2 separate regions of the Mus musculus genome follow, and region 2 is linked to region 1. Evidence: chromatin contacts called from public promoter capture Hi-C data. All regions are on one chromosome and are shown on one strand. Each heading gives the region's core, a stretch centred on a gene start, on an enhancer-like site or on the middle of the called end of the contact. The rest is flanking DNA. Distances are from core to core; before and after follow the strand shown.

Region 1 (4,410 bases), core at 1,566-4,065:
TTCCAGGCCACAGATACAGACTCAGAAAATAAAGCAAGAAACTGGGTGCTTCCCCACCTGCTTCTTGGTACTCCTCCACCTCTCACCAACGTTTGTCTCAGCTCATATACAGTCCTGAAGATTTACAACGACTGCAGAGATGTCCGTGAGTTTGAAGCCATAATAAAACTATACCTTTAACCAAAACACAAGTGCCAAATATGCCAGACTTGCTCATTCCTCAGAGATACTCCTTAGATCAGCAAGGCCAGCCTAAACCCAAGAGATCCTGTTTCCCCACGTGCTCCCCAAGGGTCAGAACATCTTCAGTAAGACATGAAAAGAGCCCTTGACAGCCCCCTCTAGGAAGAAGGGAGAGGAATAAAGAGAAGGGGATGGAACAAGAGAACAACAACCTTGTTCCTGTGTGGAAAACCTGGCATGGTTAACAATGCTGAGCCAAATTTAAGAGCAGAGTAAATGGCAGAAGAATATGTGTGAACAACAGCCAATGGAATTAGAAAGCTACAAATTCTTATAGGAATTCGGTAATATATAGGCAAATACATTCCAGAATAAAACATAGGTGAGATGTGAGTTACTTCATCAAAACATTTTTTTAAAGCTCTCAAGTATGCTGGAGAGGTGGTGGCCAGTAAAGTGCTTGCTGTGAAAAGACCGAGTTGGATCCCCAGCTCCACACTGGGGGGAGGGGGAGGGGGAGGAGGGGGAGCACAGTGTGCACATAAAGCTTCCAGGACTCTAACAGAGTAGAAAAGAAAAATATCCAAGATTCACATGCTAAAGGTAAAACACGCTTTAACTCCAACTCCTTTCAAGTCTCTACCAATAACTCAAAGGGGCAACAAAGCAGCCGAATCATAGCACTTCTCAAACCTGCCCCTCAGGTGAAATCCCAGAGTAGCTGTGTCTGGGGGGTCTCAATTGTTTATTTTTTCATACTCAGAGTGACAGAGGGACTTACCTCTCTGCGGTCAATGATCTCTAATTTACTCTAGAGCACACTCACACTTGCCAAACTCTCCCGCTCAGTGAGGCCACGCAGCGCACCGTGTGTACTTACAGGTGTCCGGACTGCACGGGCTGAGTCTAGCCTGCCTCTGAGAGTAACTGCCATCACCAGCAATGCACTGATCTTGCTTTACCTTCTTCATCTAGAGGGAAGACAACTGACAACTACTCGTTACTTAGTGTACCTTAAAGGTGTAAGTATTTTCAAAAGAGTCTGGCATGGCAAGCTACAGACAAAGACAGAGTGAGTGAAGAAAGATATCTAAGCCAAACACACAGCTAAGACCCACTTTCCAAAGCGTACACGAATGTGTTTATAGAGCATTTACTCCATAAGCTATGACTGCATAGCACAAGGATAAAAACAACATATTAATAACAATTACATGTAAAGGGAGGAATAAGACTGGCACATTATTTAAGACTCTCTGCATTGCAAAGTCTATCTAATACACCTCCGGTAAGCAGATCCAATCTCTCAAGTCCACACTTGACATTTAACAAAGTTCTTCAACCTTTAGAAAATAGGCTGGTTATCAATAGCTCTCTCAGAAAAACTGAAAATGTGGTCTTCAGGTGAGGGAGGGAGAAGAGAAGGAGAAAGGGAGAGAAAGAAGAAAAGGAGGGAGGGAGAGAAGAAGGGAGGGAGGGAGACACACACACACACAGAGTGAGAGCGAGCACCAACTGTTTTCTCAACTTCTTGTCTCTGAAGAGTCTGAAATCCCTGCCTCACCTAGTGTCTTCTCCCAAACTGTCTTGCAAGTGACACGGCTCACAGCTCACGGAACCTATAGCTGGAGTTCTATCCCATGCAGTTTTCAAAGCCTGCTGCACTGTCATCCCCTGCTCACACCCAGAACTGACTCCGTGCAGCATCTCCCAGCAGTACCTCACCACACCGCTTCCTTTAGACAAGGGCAGACCACATAGGGAAAAGACAGATGATCTGGTGGCTGTGGGGGTGATGTCACTATCAGCCCTGGCTCTGAACAGCCCACCCAAGGCTGCCTACCAAGGAAATGGCTCTTCTCCAAGCCCTAAGAGCCTCACTCAGTGAACTGCGCTCCGCTTTCAACTTTTCACAGAACACAGCATCAAATCCTGCTAGGACAATCTTAGAAGGACCAACCATTCTCAGCTCTCTTTATTGGGTAGCAGGTCTCAGAGGGACTGGGTTTTGTACTTCTATTTACAGGCAGTTCCTGAGACTAAAAACTGATTTGGGGGCCTTTGGGATTTAAAAAAAAAAAAAAAAAAAAAAAGGACAGCACAGCACATCGTTAATCCTTATCTCACCAAAACCAGACAGTAAGCATCTTAGAGAACACGCCGGCTATGGGCCTTGCCTATCAACGTAGGCTAAGGAAATCTGTCTGTCTCCAATGGCTTATCTCCATCATCAACTCAACTGTCTGTGACAGTGTTCCAGAGATGTGTGGCAGAGCCCCTGACTTCCCCATGCAAATGAAGCGTTCTAAACGCAAACACCTGCACTCACTACCCACACTCCTGCTTTCCCCACGGGCCAGGACAACCATGTGTTCCTACTTGGAAATCAACCTCTGACGGTTTTCCTCTTCTCACCATTCCCATTTCCTGTTCCCACAGTCACCCCACCTTCCAAGCTTCCCCAACTGTGACCCAGAAATATTTACTGTCTGATGCAACTCACAAAAGCATAGCAAACGCCACCGCTTTACCGGAAACCGTGTTTTCAAATGAACGGCCTTCCCTCTCCTTCCTCTCCCTCATTCACATAAGGGTTTTATAAGCACCATGTGGTCGTGAGTCTCATATTATTTACTGTTCCCCTTTAAGACCCTCAAAATAACTCTCTTGAAAACCCAGTCCACAGCTGCAACCTCACCACAACCTCAGCTTCTGGTTCTCCCTATCTTTTCAATGCAAACCTCAAACACCAATTCCAACACTTGCTTGACCGACCATAAGGAGTCTATGCCCCTACTCCCCTCCTGAAGCAGCTTGGATCCCAAACGTCATCAGCGTGGCACCTTAACTCCTTGCCCACTCTTGCACCACCCAGGTTTAGAGCTGCCCACACCCAGGTCATCTAACCCACCTATTTCATGTATGAAAGCCTCAACGAATGAAAAGTATATTTTTTGTTAAACCATCATAGAAACTGTTCTCAGTCTCGGTATTCAGGCAAGGCAACTCTTTACTCAAAACACTCAGGAGGCTGAGGCAGGACTGTCATAAGTTCAAGGCAAGCTTGAGCTAGAGAGGGAAGCCCTATCTCAAAGACAAAGAAAATAAATTATCTGACAGTTACAAACCTTAACAGGACCTTTGCTGATCCCAGAAAGTCCTACCAAGTTCTTGAGTCATACTCATTTCCACAATCACAGACATCAACTTTCTATCTGTACATACTTTAAAAAAAAAAAAAATGTCAAACTAAGCCATCCTTCAATGGAAGAGAATCTGATATCATCTCTAGCAAACTCTATACAATGCCAGACACTTGAGGAGAGGAAGAGGGAAGGGAGAGTGTGAAGGGCACAGAAGGATTTATTTGCCCATCAACTGAAGGCTGAACTCTCATAACACCAAGCTCAAGGGTGCATAGCTGCTTAGCAAGAGAGGAACCTTTACTCTCAAACAGTGGCTCTATTTTCTTCCCTAAATGATGGTAATATTTGTTGTATTCTCTTTCAAAGTAGTTCGTGTGCAGCCATGCCTTGCTTGTCCAATCACTGCTGGGTATAACAGCTTATTGTTTAACTATAATCTGTCTAACCATGCAAACACTTGGGCAATCAGGCATGGTCAATTTGCAAGAGTCAAGTCCAATGCCCTACTAATGGGCCTCTCAATGAAGGAATAACTTTCCCACAATTTATCTCTCATTTGAATCCAACTGTCTATGCTTTCACATATTCCAAAACAATCAAAATAACAACACACACTTGTTAGTTACTCTAACATGTAATATTTATACACATAAAAGATTAAACCCGAGAAAAAATTAAGTTGTCTCTCTGAAATTCAAGTCAGTACAAGTGCAGGCTGAGGCAGTCAGTCTACCTGCGCACAGCACAAGGAACCACCCAGCTCAGAGCTCAAGGGCGCTCAAGCTCCAAGACTGGATCTCTTCTGGCCTCAAGGATCATTTCCGTCACTCTCAGACCCAGCTCCTCCTGACAGGTAAAGATGGAGAGGGAGGAGAGAAGGGGAGGGAGGAAGGGTAAACCCAGGATTAGCATCCACTCTGAAAAATTGCCACTACAAAAAGATGCGTGCAAAGCTGCCAAAGTAGAAAGAAGAGTGGGCCAAAACCAGGGCTGTAAACAGGAGAAACAGGGGGCAAGAAAAACTGGAAGAACAAAAATTACTCAAGGAAACTTTACCACAACCAATCAAAACGCAGCATGT
Region 2 (4,344 bases), core at 715-3,214, 110 kb after region 1:
GAGGTGTGTGAATGAGTGCGATCCCATTTCACCATTTACTTGTTTATTGCTACTTCCCAATACATAAGCTATTATAACCTAACCTCCAAGTCCGAGGTTTCCTTCTCGCCTCTGTCCTCAGTTCACGACAGTTCGCAACAGTTTTGTGACGCTAAACAACCACAGCATGTATGTAGAGCAACTAGCCCAGACCCATGCAGGATCTGTGAGCCTCTATGAACCAACCCTGCTTAGTTGATTCTGTGGGTCATGTTCTCCTGGTGTCCTCCACCTCACTGGCAGAATCCTCCAATTCTTTCTTCCCCTTTTCCTCAGGGCTCCCCAAACTCTGAGGGGGAGAGACTGGAAGGAGACTTCCAAGTAGAGAGCTTTCAGCTCAAGTTTGGTGTGGGTCTCTGCATCAGCTCCCATCAGCTGCCAAAGGCAGCCTCTCTGATGACGATTGGGCTAGGCACTGATCTATGAGTACAGCGGAATATCATTAGGAACCATTTGCGATTTTCTTTTTCTTATCAAAGGTCTCTGGGCTGTCCAGCCTCTGGTTCCTGGTCATGCTGTAGTATCAAGCATGGGCTTCCTTTTGTGGCGTGAGCTTCAGACTAGAGCAGTCACTGGTTGGCCACTCTCCCAAGATCTTTGCCTCCTTTGCCCCAGCACATTATTTCAGACAGGGTAGATTGTAGGTGAAAGGTTTGGGGGCTGGGTTGGTGTTCTGGTTCCTCCACTGAAGTTATATCCCAAGGCTAAGGATTACACCACAGATGTGTGGTTAAAATAGAAACACAGCGCTTTGGTTTTGTTTTGTTTTTAAAAGGAGGGAAATCCAGGAGTGGGCTCTTGAGCTGAAGGAAGACACCTCGCCCCCAAGCATCAGACCACACATGAGGTGCAGAACCCACGTCTCCCAGGTCTGTAGCGTCCTTTGTGAAGCCCGAGGAGGGGGGAGTGGGGGTAGTGCTCTACTCTTTGCAAACTGGCTGTCAACCTTGCTGTGTCAGTGCACTGCTCCTACTCCCCAGTTACATAAATACACCTTTAAAACAGAGTGGGGAGTAATCCTTACAAAGAGAAATGTATAGTCTACTTCCAGCAGGAAAAGGGAGGGCAAAGAGTTGTTTCTCTGTCTACTGCGTAAAGTAATCCTTATGCTTAAACGTCTTATCTGTACCCTGTCCAGTCCAGCTAGCATCGGCTGGCCTTTGAGGATCCTCTTGCCGCAAGCTCCCTTACTTATTTTTCGTTCTTTCTCTGTGATTAGATAGCCTGCTCCTTTAAAAAGACCGTTTTCCGTGAAGATCCACAAAAAGGGGCTAAGCAGGGAATTCTTCAAAGTTCCCTACCAGCTTTAAGGGCTACAGCTGTGGAGAAGAGACACACCACCATATTTTCTTAAATTAAAATTACATTCCCCAACAAACCAGCAGTAATACCACCATTTGCCCCCAGCCCGGAAAAAAACAGTAGCATTCTTTTCTACAAGACATATTCATATTTTAACTATTAAAAAAAATAGTTTTCTCTTATTTTATTCAGATACTGAGGAGCCTTGCCTGCAAAAAATTTGTAGATGATTTCATTTAACAATTCCAACTTTTAGCTCTTAAACTGCTGTTGAAAATGCTACTTTTGGGGGGGGGGTAATGGCAAGTAAATAAAAGCATCTCATTATAGCGACGTTCAAGGTCTCGCTATTGTATTGTACATTTTGCTCAGCCCGCCTATTTTGCAATCAGATCTGTGTTTCCAAAGCTCCACGCTAAAGCAAACACACGGGTTCTCAAGGGACAGCGGGCCAAGGAATGCTCTCTGGATCCCTGGCTCGCCCCTCCGAGCGTGGGACGGGAAGGGCCGCGCCGCAGGAAATAACCGAGGGCGGCCAGAGGTCGGAGCCCGAGCCCAGCACGGCCCCGGGGACCGCCCCGATCCGGGTATCCACGCCTCGCCGGGCCGGCCCCTTCCGGCTCCTCCTGAAGCGGCGGGTGCCGGGGATGCTGCGACTCGCGGGGCGTTGCGCCTCCGCAGGCCTGGCCGCCGCGGCCCGCGCCCCCGCCGTCCCGCGCGCCCCGGGCCCGCGCCTCCGTCTCTGCGCCGCGACCATGGAGCGCCCCGCCGTGGGTGAGAGCGCTCCGCCCTGCGCGCCCCGGGGCGGCCTCTGCCGTGGGGCGTGCTCGCCCGCCCCGCTCCGCCTCCCAGGCCGCCCGCAGCCCCACGCCCCTCGCGATCGACCCTCCCCCTACACCCTGGGCATCCCGGTCCAGCCCGGTAGTCCGGGCAGTTTGGTTGCATCCGTGGGTCTCCGTGCACCACTCCACTCCTCGAACCGAAAGGGGTGTACACACAAGTTGTTGTTTCTCTTACCTCTTCCTATCTTGTGACCCATGACCCAGAGTTTTGCAGCACATCCTTTCCTACTGTGTTGGGGAGGTTAACAAAATCAAGGGGGGAAAAAAAAAACTCCGTTTTATTTACCTAATTATTTTTTAAAATGGCAAATAGAAGCCTCTGAACACTGTCTTGTCTCATTTAGGGTTTTACTCGAGGCTTGGCAAGGCACACTTTAAAACGGGCGCCAATCTGCTGGCGCCCAGGATGTACTTCAGCTTGGGTCAACTTTCGTTGTATGCTGAACCTGGGTAGGAATTAGAGGTTGGACTCGGAGGGAAAGGGACTGGGAAGTAAGGGGAAAAAGGTGTTCTACAAGAACACCTACATGTATACAAAGCGTAAGAATATTAAAATAGGCAGTCCAAGCATGCTATGTAAATACTTTATATGTATGTAAATATAAATCAGGTGAATAATGTACATGCGTTTATAAATTTCATGTGAATGCAATTACTCGTATCACGTGAGGAGATGCCCAGAGTGTCCCTGCTTGAGATGTTTTTATAAGGTTACAGGAGTGTGGGTAATAGGCAGAAGGGAATAGGGTAATAGTTGGAAAGAGAGGACTCTTCTCACCTTTTTACACCGTGTGGCTTTGCAGTTTGGGATGCTGTTAGCGCATCGTTTCCCTATAGTGACAAAGCTTATGGCACTTGTCCAGTTTACTGGGTCCTTCCATTCATGTAGTGTCGATTTGTCAATTTCTCCTTAATAATTTGGATTGCTCCCTCTTCATGAGGCGCAAATGGAAGCACACTGGGTAAGTGGCCTGGTTGGCATGAAGTTTAAACATTTCTGGAGACCTACTCTGCTGTTTTACGTAGCTAGTCGAAGTAGATAGACCGTAATGAATGACAGGCCCATTCCATAGCTGTTTACAGTGCTGGGGAACCAGAAGAGAGTCTTGCCCAATGAAGGTGTGTTTTGTTGTTCAGATAGGAAACTTACTTTGTAGGACTTGGGCAGTCTGTCTGTCTGTCTGTCTGTCTTTTTTGTTTTCTGTTTGCTTGGCTTTGGTAGTGTTTGCTGAAGTGTCCCTGTGATCTGAGGATTTGAATGCATTTACTTTCTTGGCTTGAGAAGATTCTTTACATACATTCATGGTTTTTCTTACAAAAGCAATATTCACTTTAGAAACAACCTAGTACAGTGGTTGGAAAGTATTTGGCATTCAGAAACACTTCAGCTTTTATTCTTCCTTTCCTACCCGTACGTCTTGGGAACATGCAGTTTTCTAGCTACTTTTTGACTTATGCTTGTTTTTGTAACACTGGGGATAAAGCCTAGGGCTTTGTGTATGCTAAGTCAGCATGACCTTGACTGCGTATCTGCTTGTTAGAGAGTCGCCTTTCCCCCTGTTGTTAGACTCCTCATACCGGTGGTTTTCAGTCACCAGAATGATCATGCACTGTTTAGTTGTTTCTCTGTTAGACATTTAAATTAGTTCCCCTTTTCTCTTTGCTTCAAGCAAGGTTGCGAGGAGGCCTGTTTGAGTGTATGTGAGAGGAACCCAGATTTCAGTAAGACATTTAGGCCATCTTCCGTGCTTCTCACCTGTTGACCCATTGCTTCCTGCCTCAGTTTACAGTGCTGCCATCAGTATATGGTAAAGAGTGATTCTGGAAACTGTGGGTCATGTGACATGTTCACGTGATCCGAATGTTAGCTCCTGAATCTACTTTACTTGTGGGCAGGTTCCTAAGTCGGTGCCTGGTGTAATACTAGTCTTCCCTATAACAGAGTTGTTAAGGTTTAAATGAGTTACTTAGCAAAGTGCGCGTGCCTGGCATAAAGTACCCATTACAATGTTGGCTAGTAATGCTGGTAATGCTAATGTCTAATTAGCAAAACTAGTAATTCTAGTATTGCTAATTTCCAGCTTCACGTCATCATTATTAGTGTAACCTTTACTCCCGTGATTATTTGGATTTTTGGAAATGATACACTTTGTTTTAGTGA

The links. Promoter capture Hi-C pulls out the DNA fragments that hold promoters and counts their contacts.
Region 2: a promoter capture Hi-C map of pre-B cells shows a contact between it and region 1, with 3 times the contacts expected there. The contact joins the promoter of Akap7 here to the enhancer-like site in region 1. A contact is called at or near these places in 25 of 39 promoter capture datasets (the 3T3-L1 cell line, 3T3-L1-derived adipocytes, the C10 cell line and 15 more), 2 of 15 datasets of contacts at CTCF or cohesin (the NIH/3T3 cell line and large pre-B cells), 19 of 484 Hi-C or Micro-C datasets (B cells, CD8 T cells, bone marrow-derived macrophages and 13 more), 19 of 115 datasets of contacts at active chromatin or transcription factors (the 230-238 cell line, SST interneurons, bone marrow-derived macrophages and 9 more) and 4 of 9 other capture datasets (adipose tissue, liver, macrophages and 1 more).

Annotation. Positions count from the first base shown.
Region 1 is chr10:25,402,411-25,406,820 of GRCm38.p6, reverse strand. The region is part of intron 1 of Epb41l2 (erythrocyte membrane protein band 4.1 like 2); the gene reads right to left. Among named protein-coding and RNA genes, the nearest start is that of Epb41l2, 45 kb to the right of the region's middle. Within about 2 kb of position 2,815, at least 55 of the 459 cell types and tissues checked have an H3K27ac peak or open chromatin away from gene starts, as enhancers often do. A contact at or near this core is called in the 230-238 cell line, centroblasts, hematopoietic stem and progenitor cells and 3 more, where this site is marked.
Region 2 is chr10:25,294,699-25,299,042 of GRCm38.p6, reverse strand. Akap7 (A kinase (PRKA) anchor protein 7) reads left to right here and starts at 1,964. Exons shown (of 8, transcript NM_001379238.1): 1 at 1,964-2,115. Gm40617 (predicted gene, 40617) reads right to left here and starts at 434. Exons shown (of 6, transcript NR_166644.1): 1 at 226-434.